2 separate regions of the Mus musculus genome follow, and region 2 is linked to region 1. Evidence: chromatin contacts called from public HiChIP or PLAC-seq data. All regions are on one chromosome and are shown on one strand. Each heading gives the region's core, a stretch centred on a gene start, on an enhancer-like site or on the middle of the called end of the contact. The rest is flanking DNA. Distances are from core to core; before and after follow the strand shown.

Region 1 (6,165 bases), core at 1,270-3,769:
AAAGTGGTTCACCTTCCTCAGATGCAAAAGAACACCCGCAGCTGCTCAGCGCTCTGCTCTGCTCGCTGTACCTGCCGAGGTGCCAGCTCAGGTGTGGGCAGTAATGAAAAGCATAAGCTCTCACCTCCCAGAAGCCCTTCCTTCCATGAGCTCACCGCTGCCTCCAGGTGTGATCGCTGCAGCCAGATGTGCTTCAGCCCCACTGTGGCCAGTGATGAAGCTGGAGAGCAGCAGGTGGCCAGAGCCAGGACTTGGATATCAGGAGTCAGGCTGAACTGTCCATGGAGCATCTCGGTTCTGCCTCTCCCATGCTTCCATTTCTTTTTTAATCTTTTCTTTCTTTTTTGTTTTTTTCTTTCCTCCCGTTCTCTCTCTCTCTCTCTCTCTCTCTCTCTCTCTCTCTCTCTCTCTCTCTCTCTCTCTCTCTCTCGTTTGGTTTGTCGTTGTTGTTGTTTTGAGACAGGATTTCTTTCCTTGTCTAGTCTTGGCTGTCCTGGAGCTCAGTTAGTACACCAGGCTGGCCTTGAACTCACAAAGATCCTACTGCCTCTGCCTCCTGAGTGCTGGGATAAAAGGCATGTGCCACCACGCTCCAGCTTCTATTTTTCATTTTAAAGTGTTAATGTGCTTTATTATTGTGAATGTGCATGGGGGAAGAGGGTCACATGCCACAGCAGGTGCCAGGTCAGAGCAGAACTTGCTGGAGTTGGTCCTCTCCTTTCAAAGCCTTTACAAAAGTTCCAAAGACTAAATTCAGGATTGGATGGCAAACACCTTTACCTGTTAACCATCTAGCTGGTCCCACACTACCATTTTATTATGAAGTCTTTAATCAACAACATTAGACAGGATTGTATAAAAGTACATATCTCCCATTTTCAACACTTACCAGGACTGCCTACCACCACACATGCACGTCTGCTTTATCCGAGTAGACATTTTAAGGTGAATCCCAGACCTCCTGTAATCTCCTCCCTCAATACTTCACATGCAGATATTCCTACACATCACAGCCAAGAAAATGCTTTAAAAACTCACAGTACTCCAGTGCATCTGTTTCTTAGCTTTTGCTTTCAGAAATCTAAAGAAGCCGGACGTGGTGGCACGCTCCTTTAATCCCAGCACTTGGGAGGCAGAGGCAGGCGGATTTCTGAGTTCGAGGCCAGCCTGGACTACAAAGTTAGTTCCAGAACAGCTAGGTTTATATAGAGAAACCCTGTCTCGGGAAAAAAAAAAAAATCTAAAGAAATGCCATTTTGTGACATCTTATTAAAATCAGGATTCAAACAAGGGTTCTTGCATGCATTTGAATATAATTTTTATTTATTTATCGTGTATGTGTTGGGGGAGGGGAGGCACACGAACCACATATGAATGTGGAGATCACAGAACAACTCTGTGGAGTGAGGTCCTTCCTTCCACCTTTCTGTGGGTTCAGGCAACTGAACTCAGGTTGCCAAGTATGTGTGGCAAGTGCCGTTACCCGACACCTGACGAGCCATCTCCGCAGCCCCAGCTTTTGAATTTTAAAATCTAGGACAATTCCCCTCATTCCACCTACATCCCTTGGTGTATTTGTTTCTTCTTGTGATGTTGATGCGATGATTAAACTAGTTCAGTTGCTTCATGGTCCACCTCATAGTCTGAATTTATCCACTTGTGTCTTTGTGCTGTCACTTAACCTCGAGCCTCTGGGGCTGAGAATGTAGGATACAGCTGGCAAGAAGGACAGACAGACAGACAGACAGACAAAAGAACGTGTGACTCTGCAGCAGTATAGGCTGGGTTTGGAAAGAGGCTGCAGAAGGGAGATCTCTAGTCCAAGAAACCAGGGAGCCTGTTGTGGGGTCATGGGCGAGGGTGGTTATAAGGCAGAAAGGGGAAAGGGAAGGTGCTGAAGATTTCACACTGTGTGGCCAGGTTGCCTAAGGGCCTAAAGAAATACGTGCAGTAAGGAGGCCTCTTGTGATTCCTGCACCTGGACCAGCCGGAACCCGGGGCAAGCCTTACATCATGGGTTACGTCACCTTATTGATCTCATTCCTAACAGACAATGGAAGAATTTCTTCTTGCCCAAACCTCCCAGTGGTTTGAACCAGAAGCTTTATAGTGGGATGATGGGAGAGCCGCAAGGACAAAGGCCAATTGTTGGCAATTGTTGGCCTCCCCTGAGCCAAGAGTGGTTTACAAAGCGATCTTTCTGAGGAGTCTGCCTGGGACTGATTGTACCGCGCATGTCAGGTGCTCTTACATAAGGCAGGGCCAGACCTCCCCCGCCCCCAGTCCCCATTTTGAAACCATCTTTCTCCTGCACCGTCCTCTTGAAAAGCCACCAGGACAACAGGAGGGGAAAGTGAACTTCTCCACCCGCTTCTTTCCTCACCCACCTTTTCATCCCCACATCCACTGGGATTTCTTTTGAGAGAAGGTTTTATTGTTTGGTTCTCTCAGGATCCCACCTCACAGGATCTTTGCGGGCTTTTCACAAATAAAACTGTGACTCACCCAGCCCTCTGCTGTGTTCAGCCCTGACAACGGCAGCTGTGTCACCGTCCTCCAGCCACCCAGGCAGACAGCAGAGAGCAGCCGGACTCTTTTCTCCACTGAGGCTGATATTTTCTCTAAATCAAACCACACCTCAGTTTGTTAAGAAATCAGTGGGACCAGAGAAGACAGTCCCTCTCGGCATGCAGCTTAGAAACGTAGAAAAAGCCAAGAATACTGGGGTCTTAGTATAAAACAAAACAACAATAAAACAAAACCAAAATTAAAAAAAAAAAATCCTCCTGTGACGTTATAGAGGGACGTTAGAACCGTTGCAGTATTGCCAGATTCTAGCATATATAAATGCCCACAGCTGGGAGCAAATGCATAGGAATGAAATTTATGAAACCATATCTACAGAGCCTCATGAACTGACATAAAATGCTATAGGCATTTCTCCGTTGCCTTGCGAGTGTGAGGACCTGAGTTTGATTCCCAGAGCCCATGTAAAAACGCCAAACATGGTGGCATGAGCCTGTGATCTCAGCGCTGGGAAGATAGACACAGGGATCTTTGTGGTTCCTGGGCTAGCCAGTTAGACGATTCTGTGAGTTCCAGGACAATGGAGACACGTTTCAAAGGAGGTAGACAGCTTTGCCCTCTGGCCTCTATAACTGCACACACACACACACACACACACACACACACACACACACACACACAGGTGCTCTATAGTATAAATCAAAAGGAGATTTCAGAGCAAAGAGTACGATTCCATTTTGGGGGACCAAGTACACACCTTTAATCCCAGCACTCAGGAGGCCGAGGCAGGTTGCTCTCTAGTCTCCAGAGTGAGTTCTAGGATACCAGGGCTACACAGAGAAAGTATCTAAAAAAAAAAAAATCCACTTTTGTTTTAAATATATACATGATTACAGATGCATATGCCTGCATATATTTAAAGACTAAAAAAAAAAAAACTGTCTGGAAAAATACAGGCTAAAGTTTTAATTTAAGCAGATTCCTCCCATAGAAAGAACACTGGGAAGTTTGCAACGGAAAGTTCACCTCTGCTTCATATACTTCTATATTTTTACATCTATTTTTAAAACCAACAAGGTAAAAAGAAAAAAAAAAAGAATAGTTAGATTGCTGTAAAGTAATTAAGACTGTATGCTGCACTTCCTGTGTGCCTGGCACGGGATGTGCACTTGACACGTGGACTCACTTGTTCCTTCAACATTCTGAAACACGAAGTACCCACGCTTGTGCCCCATGTTTGTGCCCAGAAGCCAGCCAGTGACTTGCCCAAAGCAATGTGGTGAGAGAGGGACAGAGCTGGAAATCAAACCAGACCTTTCTGACTGCCAAGCGCAAGCTCCTCCCACTGGCCGAGGACCACCCCTGCAGCGGGTCCTGGAGCACCATTTGGGCCAATTAACACACTGCCCTGTAGGTAGGTTTATTTTTAAACTTTACAGTGTGGAAATTTTCAAACATACACAGAAGAGTCAGGAAGTGATATAACGAACCACCAGTTATTTTAATGTTCTATTATGGCGTTATTATCCTGCATACATTATTTTTTTTAACTTTGATTATTTTGTGGGAAGGAGTGCACATGCTTATACATGTGGGTGGAACACTGGGTCTCCTCTTCCTGCGCTTTCTGCCTGCTGCTCTGCTGCTCCATGGTAGGATCTCTTCCTGACCCGGGAATTTCTCAGCTCTGCTGCGACCAGCAAGCCGCAGTGACCTGCCTGCCTCCGTTTCCCTCAGAGACAAGGTTATGATTGTCTTTGGATTCCTATTATTGTGATAAAACACCATGACCAAAAGCAACTTCAGGAGAAAAGGGTTTATTAGACCTACACATCACTGTGCATCACGGAGGATGTCGGAGCAGGAACTCAAGGCAAAAGCCTGGAGGCAGCGGCAGATGCAGGACCATGGAGAGATGCTGCTTACTGGCTTGCTCGCCATGGCTTGCTTGGCCTGCCCAAGGTGGCCACACCCACTCTAATCTGGATTCTCTCATATCAATCATCCACCAAGAAAATGCCCTACCGGCTTGTCCACAGGCCAGTCTGGTAGGGGTCAATGTGCACAAGGGAAAATTCTCCCAGCCATCCCTCCACCCACTCTCCAGCCCCGCCCATCCAGCTTCCTACCTTTGTTGTACAGTTTCCAATCTCCTCTACCTGTGACTGCTGCAGCACTCACATCCAGTCCCGTTCCCAGTGATACAGGCCGTTCAACACCCCTGTGCTTTGTACTACCTGGTAGAGACTGGAAATTATTCTGCAACATCAGAACAGCATGACTATGCTAGGGGCTCAAACTAATGTTTTCTCTTCGCCGACCACATACATTCCCACTGCAGGGACAGTGACATGGATGATGATGATGATCTATATTTCCTGCCCATCACAAAGGGTCACAGTCAACACCTTCACCCTAAAACACAGCTTAACAAGTGACATGTGTACACGTTCATTTGATCATAGCTTTACATGATTCATTGCCTTCAGAATGAAGAGCAAGGAGCCAGGCTGAAGTGTCCATTAAGTTAGATGAAGCATAGGTAGTTGACAAATGTGACTGGATTAATGGAAATGATCTAGTAGTGATTATACAGGGGCCCCTACAGGACCTGTCTAGACTCTTCTGGCCTCTTCATAGCATTCTTCCCTTTTGGGTATTGCACAGGATCCAGTCCGAAATAGGAGTCTTTTGATCTATAATCAAACGAGGTATGTCAAAGAATTTCTTTATGGCAACCATCACACAGAAAGATGAGGGGAATTTAGAACAATAGTCTTGGCTTCTGTGCTTAGCATTAGAAAAGAAGTGCGCTGGGGTTCCGTGTTTATTTTGGTTTCCCTCTCTGCAGTACTGGAATCCAACTTTGCATATGCTAGGTGGGTGCTCTACGGTTGAGCCCCACCCAGCCCTTGGTCTTCTGAGACAGGATCTAGTTTTGTAGTTAGGGCTAGCCTTGGACTCTGACTCCTTCTGCCTCAGCCTCTTAAGTGCTGGGATGCTGGGATTGCTAAGGAAAGACTGTGACCCACCTTGGCAAAGAGAAATTCTACTTTCTATGGTTTGCCTAAGGAGAGGCAGGGGAACAACCAGAAAGGTTTCTTTTCAGGCCACATCTGAAACCTTCAGAGTAGGTTTTCTTTTTCTTTCTTCTTCATTTCCGTCCCCACCCCCCAGCACTGGGGCTTAAATCCAGGGCCTTGTGCATGTCGGCCAAGGGCTCTGCCATGGGGCTACTTCTTTGGCTCTCTTTTTACTGTGGTTTTAAAGATAAGGTATCACTACATAGCCCTGGGTGGCCTAGAACTCACTAAGTAGACCAGGCTGGCCTGAAACTCACAGAGCTCTGCCTGCCTCTGCCTCCTGAGTGCTGGGATTAAAGGCATGCGCCACCATCATGCTCAGGGTTTTTGTTTTTGTTTTTAACTCTTTATTTTGAGAAAGGATCTCCTTAAGTTTTCCAGACTGGTACACAGTATGGATTGAATGAGAAAAGAGACAATAATTAAAGAAATACAAAAGGATAGGAAGATGTCAAATCAAAGCTTCTTTGCAGACAACATGATATAATTAAAACACTCTCGCCGAATGCGGTGGGGCACAGCTGTAACTCCAGCACTTAGAAAGCAGAAGCAGTAA
Region 2 (6,165 bases), core at 1,366-3,865, 630 kb before region 1:
CAACTCACTGTTCTGGGTTCAGGAGGTGGAACAGTGACCAACACAAAGTTCCTGCTATGCAATCACCATTCTTCTCAGGGAAGGGGCAGAGAGGCCGCAGAGAATATGAAAATCCCGATGAGTCCGGGTGGTAACAGATGTTAGAAAGGACTAGCTCATGGAGGGAGCTGAGGGCTGTGGGGAGGGAGCCGAGGGCTGTTACCTATGCTCTCAGGCTGCCAAGAGATGCAGGAGGGATGTTATAGGAAGGACGCGCTGGTCCTTGGATGTGCCAGACTGGCTCTCCTACCCACAGGCACACTTCCTGGCTCTCCAGGAATTTGATTCAGCAACAGTTCTGAGCAGTCAGTTGTGAACCAGTCACAATAGATGCCATTATGGAGGGCCTTGGGAGCTCCATGGGTGGAGATGACCTTCACATTACAGAAGCCTCCGTCTGTCCATCTGGGCCCCGACTAGTCTCCACCGAAGGAAGGTCCAACGTCACACAGCCCACGCAGCCCATCCACGGCCCTGCCAGGATTTGACTCCTGGGTCCCACTGTCGCCCTACCCCTTATCTTCCCAAGGCTTGGAGTGACTTGTAAACAGCCTGGTGATGGGAAGAGTCAGATTATGTCTGACAGTAAGGTGTTGGTCCCAGCCAGGACTGCAGAGTGGGGGTCCCCCAGCTCCTCTCCATCTCTGTGGCCTCTCTACCACTCCCTGGCAACTGTGCCCTATGCCAAGCTGGCCTATGAACCAGGGCAGCTTTGCTCTGAACTTGGCCATAGGTAAAGTCAACTATGTACCCAGATCTCAATCAACCTGGCTGGATGCCAGTCCCAAGGCCAGGGCTGGGCCGAGGGCAAGGTTGTTTGCCAATCTGGGCTTTAGATGAGGGTGGAGTCAAGGGTAGGGTGCCTGGATTCATGCTAACACAGGATGACTCTGCAATATCTCCAGTCCCTTCTCCCAGGAGGCCAGCTGCTGTTCTTGTTCTTGGAAGATAGGCAAGGGACATTTGCTAAGACCCTACTATGCACCAGACCTCTTCTTAGGGATTTTCTGGTCTCCTCTACCATGCAAAGTGTAAGGAGTTTTCAGGTGGGTGACTGAGTTGTTAGGGTTGTCACAGTAGATCTGTCACCCCTGTGTATAAGAAGGCTCAAACCATACAAATGTGTTAAATGTGTTAGCTTACAGTTCTGGGGCTTAGGAGTCCAAGGTCAAGGAGTTAGCAGACTTACTTTTTTTTTTTTTTTTTTTTAAAGACAGTGTTTCTCTCTGTTGTCCTGGTTGTCCTGGAACTCACTCTGTAGACCAGGTTGGCCTTAAACTCAGAGATCCACTTGCCTCTGCCTCCCAAGTGCTGGGATTAAGTGCATGTGTCACCACAGTTAATGGGCTTGGCTTTTGAGTTCTTACTCTATGGCTAGTGGGTGGCCATCTTTACAGTTACGTGGCTTCCAACATGTGGGTCCACATGCAAATCTCCTTTTCCTACGAAGATACCAGTCATATGTGATCAGGGTCTAGCCTTCTGACTTCATTGTCACTTGGACCTCTCCTCAGATATTCATATTCTAAGGTATTCTAGGATTTTAAGAGAGAATGGGGGTGGAGAGCACAATTCTAACTATAGTAATGAGTGACAGAACCAGCCTTTGAACATGGGTCATTTAGATCACTCTTTTGTCCACTTTCTTTCCCTGGAACCCAAACACTGCCTGCTGGTCTGCATGTGTATGTCAATCCCATATAAGAGCTTTACCCTGACTTCATTTAAACACTGCACCAATGTGGTCCTTGCAGGACACCAAAGCACGCCGAACGAACGGAAGTCAGCGCTACAACAGGATGTGAATCTGACCTTTCCCCTCTACCACCCTGCATCTCCTCGTGTGGTAGTAATTCATTTCAGCAGCAGCATGGTGGTGTGGTACCATGGCTAAATATTTGCTAGCACTCCAGGCTAGGGCAGATAGATGCCCATCAGGCATGAACTATTAAATTGCTGGGATGCTCAGACAGAATCCGGGCCCATGGTAAGAGAAGGGTCCACTTTCCAGACAGCGTAGATGTCTGTGGATATTTTGCAGCTTGCATGCCCATGTTTGAACAGCAGTCCTTTTCTCTCCTTAATCCCTAGACAGTCCTTGAGTAGTGAAGACCATTGTCAAAAACCAGACTTCAGGGGAAATTCAAATGCTGCTGGGAACTTCTGTCCTCTAAGGAGCGTGACAACAGGAGTTTCCTGTCTTTGAAAAGTAAGCGCCATCTAAGGAGCATTAGAGTGAGGATGCAGGGCTAAAAAGAACCTGAGAACCAGACCCCCCTACCCTGGACATTCAGAGAGACCCAGGCCCATGGAGTGAGCTGTTCTTTAGATTATGTAGGCAGCTAGCCCTGACCAAGGAAGGATCTCCACCCCATCCCCACCCCAGACCCCAGGTTTTTGGCTACATCAGACCAGGTGCTCTGGCCAGGGCAGAATGTCCACTGCCAGAGGGGAAATATTCCTCTTGTGAAATTGCTCCCAGGATGCTGATTCTGATGAAATTCTTTCACTATCCGGCAGGATTCTGACTATGACACACAAGTCACAGTGTCCCTGCCCTGCCCTTTCACCCTCTCCTCTCTCCTCTCCACATTAGCTGATTGCCTCAAGCAAGCTTCAAGCGACTACTGTTTCAACAGACTCACACTTGGCTTGTGTCCCAGGAGATAAACAAAAAATACCAGCACAGGTCACCTACCATGTCTGGGGTGCCCCAACCTGGAAGTGCACTGAACCAGGCTGGTGGCTGTCCCTCCGGGGTTAGACCAGCTGCCTGTGCTGTTGGCTGAAGGGCCTGATGTACCCCATTCATCAGTGAGAAGGCACACGGAACATAGTTAGGTCTCTCTCTGGAACCCCGCTTTTAAGAGAAGCAGTTAAAGGCAGAGACTCTGGTGTGGAAGGCTGGATTCAAGTGTCAGCTTCCCGCTTCCGAAAGAAGGGAATGATAACAACAGGGTTCTCCTTGTGGGCCAGTGAGGACTAAGATCAGAACTATGTCATGTCTGCTGGGAGCTCCAGCTAAGTCGCCACTTGTACCTTATCTCTCAGGGCCCCCATCCGTAGGTGACGGTAGCATAAAATTAACTTCATGGGTCACTTCTGCTTCCTGCTGAATAATATCTTCCTTCCCCAAACTTCCATTTGTAAAACAGAGGCACGAGTGCCATCTCCCAGGGTCACCAAATGGCCTCGGCTGTTGCCTTGGCATGGACTCTGGAAAGCACTCCTGACATTCTCCCAACAAGCAGCAATAGTGATCATGGAGGCAGGTGTAGACAAGGACCCTTCCTCCTTTCCTGAGCAGCAGTTCCTCTCCTGGAGCTCTAAAGGAGGATTTAGTCAGTGTCGGGAAGCACCCACCTTGGCCACTAGCAGCTCACTAACCAACCCTGGCAGCTCCCTGCCTGCAGTGGACTGAAGCATCCCTCTTGTCAAATTGATCCTGGCATGCTGATTCTGATGAAATTCTCTCTCTACCCAGCAGGATCCTGACTGTGGACTACAGGATGCTTGGGCACACATACAGATGCAACAGTGCCCTTCTCCTGCCCTCTGACCCCCTCCTCTCTTCTTCTCCACTAGTGTTCCTTCCCCCGCCCCAAGCTACCTCTTTTCTTCATGCCCCCCAGCCCCCACTTTTAAGAACAGAACTTGCTTGTGCTCCCAGTTCCTGGGTCTTTAACTGGAGACACGAGATTTCGAGCCCCAGGGCTCAAGGGAGAGGGCATTGTGCACATTGGAAACAGAGTGAGGCAGAGAGAGTGGAAGGCACCATAGCATCCAAATGCCACTCAGCAGGAGAGGTCACTGTGTGGGGCTGGAAGTGGGCACTCATGTAGAGGGACATATAGTAGACAGGCAGCAGGGACCTTTGCTGGTGATCCTCAGGAGTATGAAGGGCTAGAGACTTGATGACATGCTGGGAGGACTCTGGTAGGTGTTCACCTGGGATGCAGGACCCACTCAGAGGGCCCAGCACAGCCCAACACAGGGATGACCAACCCTTGAGCCGCTCAGCAGAGACAAGACACGTGTGTGAACCTGGAGGCTATCGAAGGGTTCTCAAGTCCATCTGCCCAAGGTGTAAATCTGGGTTTTGTGCTCACAAGTTGCGAAACCTTATGTCTCATTCTGCTTCAGCTTCCCACCTACGAAGTCAGCCAGCGCACTCACTGAACCTGCCTTGCTGTGAGCACCTAGAGTCAACCCCAGCAACTGTGACTCTTTGTGCAATGCCTGGCTCAAAGCAGATGCTTGGGAATTGCTAGTCTCTTGTCTCCTGCTCACTTCCTTTTGATCTCAGCTCTGGAAGCAACTGGCAGGCCGGGCTACCCCTGCTAATCAACAGGGTTTGCTAAACCTTGCCTCTAAGAATTCATAGAGGAGCTGCCGTGTGTCAATTTTCATGATGGTGCCAGGGAGTCCCTTACCTTGCAAGGTAATAATTGTCTTTATTTTACAGAAAGTTTTCAATCAGCTCCCCTGACCCGGTGATGCCAGCTCTGCCAGGTGCCTGTTAAAGAGCAAGGCCTCCCCTCTTCTACTCCCTACCATACTTGGTGGACCGGCAGTCTCCTGCTCTGGCCATGTGCCAGAACATGAGGCAGAGGAGAGACATAAGGAATAATGTAGAGCAACAGAAAGAACAGGGGCCTCAGAGGCTAGGGTTCAGGTCCTAGCACTTGTGAGCTGAGTGACCATGGGGTTTACGAAGGAGCCTAAATAGGAAAGTAGATTCTCCCTGGACCTCTGCCACAGCATGGTCTATGAACGTGGACTCCTGCCCCTGTGAGCCTCAGTATCCCCATCTGTAAAAATCCAGGTTTCTGATGCAATTTGTCCTGCTTTGTTGAGAACCCCTCTTGAAGTATCCTTGGCCTTGGCCCAGGCCTCACCATGCACACCCAGGCTCTATCTTCCAGGGCCCCAGAAAAGTAGGCCCCAACATCAATGCCAGTCAGCCGTTTGATTACAAAGGGAATCGGGTCAGACATCACCCCATCTCGGCATGGAGGGAACCCAGGATGTGTAATCAATCAGACTCGGGAGTCCCAATTGCTCCCAAATGACCACCAGATCAACAAAGCAGTGCTTCTTATAAAGCAGTTCATAAAACAACCCTGAAAGTCAGAGAAATCTCAACTGGGACTGACATATTCTCTGGCCCCATATGTCTACTTTCTGAGTATCCAATCACTATGCTTCCATGATCATGGTGCCCATGCTCACTCTGGTTAGAGCAATCCATGTTCCAGCCATGTAATTATCGTCTGCTCTAGATCCCAGGGTAGTTCTGTTTGTTTGCTGTTCTCCTTTGGTTTATTAAGTCTTGTTATATAACTCAGGTAAGCCAACCAAGATCCTCAGGGCTGGGCTCCCAGAATGTTGTATTATGGGAGTGTGACATCATGTCTGGTTGACACAGTAGTTCTGTGAATGGTTTTAACAATCCTGGAGTCTAAAGTCTATCCCTCTACGAATATTCACTGTGTCCATACTTCATGCAAAGTCCTGAGCTCTGCGCTGGGGACACGGCAACAAACACAGCAGAGCACAAACTCAGACCTGGCAGGGCTGAGGCAAGCAAGCAAGCAAGCAAACCCTGAGCCACTATAACAAAGCATAGAGACAACCAAATGGGAGACACAAAGCTGGCTCTCATAACTGGCCAGAACCCACACTCATTGAGGTAGAAAGGACCACCCAAAGTGCTGTCAGCCAAATCATGCCAGGGTGGAGTGGATCTGGGCAGCAGTCTTGTTAAAGGACAGCAGATGCAGAGGCTGGTGGGGGTTGGGAGGAGTGCCTTGGCCTAAGGGGTTTTGTGTATAACAGATTTCGAGGAATGATGGGACAGGAGAGGACGGCAAGGCTGCTTTCCTCTGCTCACACAGGAAGGGCCAGCATGACATCCTCAATAGCCTGGAAGAACCAGAGGTGAGAAGGCTAAAAAGAAGAATGCCATTCACTTAACTGAGCTGGGAGGCTAAGAAGGAATTCCTTTCCTTATGTCTTGTTTTGTTTTAATGTGGGAAAGACTAAGACAGCACTTTCCATATTTCCCATTACAGTGGTTGATGGGATGTGAAATCAACTCACAGTTGTAACCACCTCTGCTATTTC

What was found. HiChIP or PLAC-seq counts read pairs in DNA pulled down with a chosen protein or histone mark.
Region 2: a FOXA1 HiChIP or PLAC-seq map of pancreatic cancer cells shows a contact between it and region 1. The contact joins two enhancer-like sites. A contact is called at or near these places in 2 of 115 datasets of contacts at active chromatin or transcription factors (astrocytes and pancreatic cancer cells).

The regions. Positions count from the first base shown.
Region 1 is chr7:97,753,520-97,759,684 of GRCm38.p6, reverse strand. It overlaps Gm39050 (a long non-coding RNA gene), which reads left to right. Exons shown (of 3, transcript XR_869802.2): 3 at 1-361. Among named protein-coding and RNA genes, the nearest start is that of Aqp11, 18 kb to the right of the region's middle. Within about 2 kb of position 2,519, at least 116 of the 459 cell types and tissues checked have an H3K27ac peak or open chromatin away from gene starts, as enhancers often do. A contact at or near this core is called in pancreatic cancer cells, where this site is marked.
Region 2 is chr7:98,380,046-98,386,210 of GRCm38.p6, reverse strand. All of the region lies in intron 6 of Gm44507 (a long non-coding RNA gene), which reads left to right. Among named protein-coding and RNA genes, the nearest start is that of Tsku, 22 kb to the right of the region's middle. Within about 2 kb of position 2,615, at least 35 of the 459 cell types and tissues checked have an H3K27ac peak or open chromatin away from gene starts, as enhancers often do. A contact at or near this core is called in pancreatic cancer cells, where this site is marked.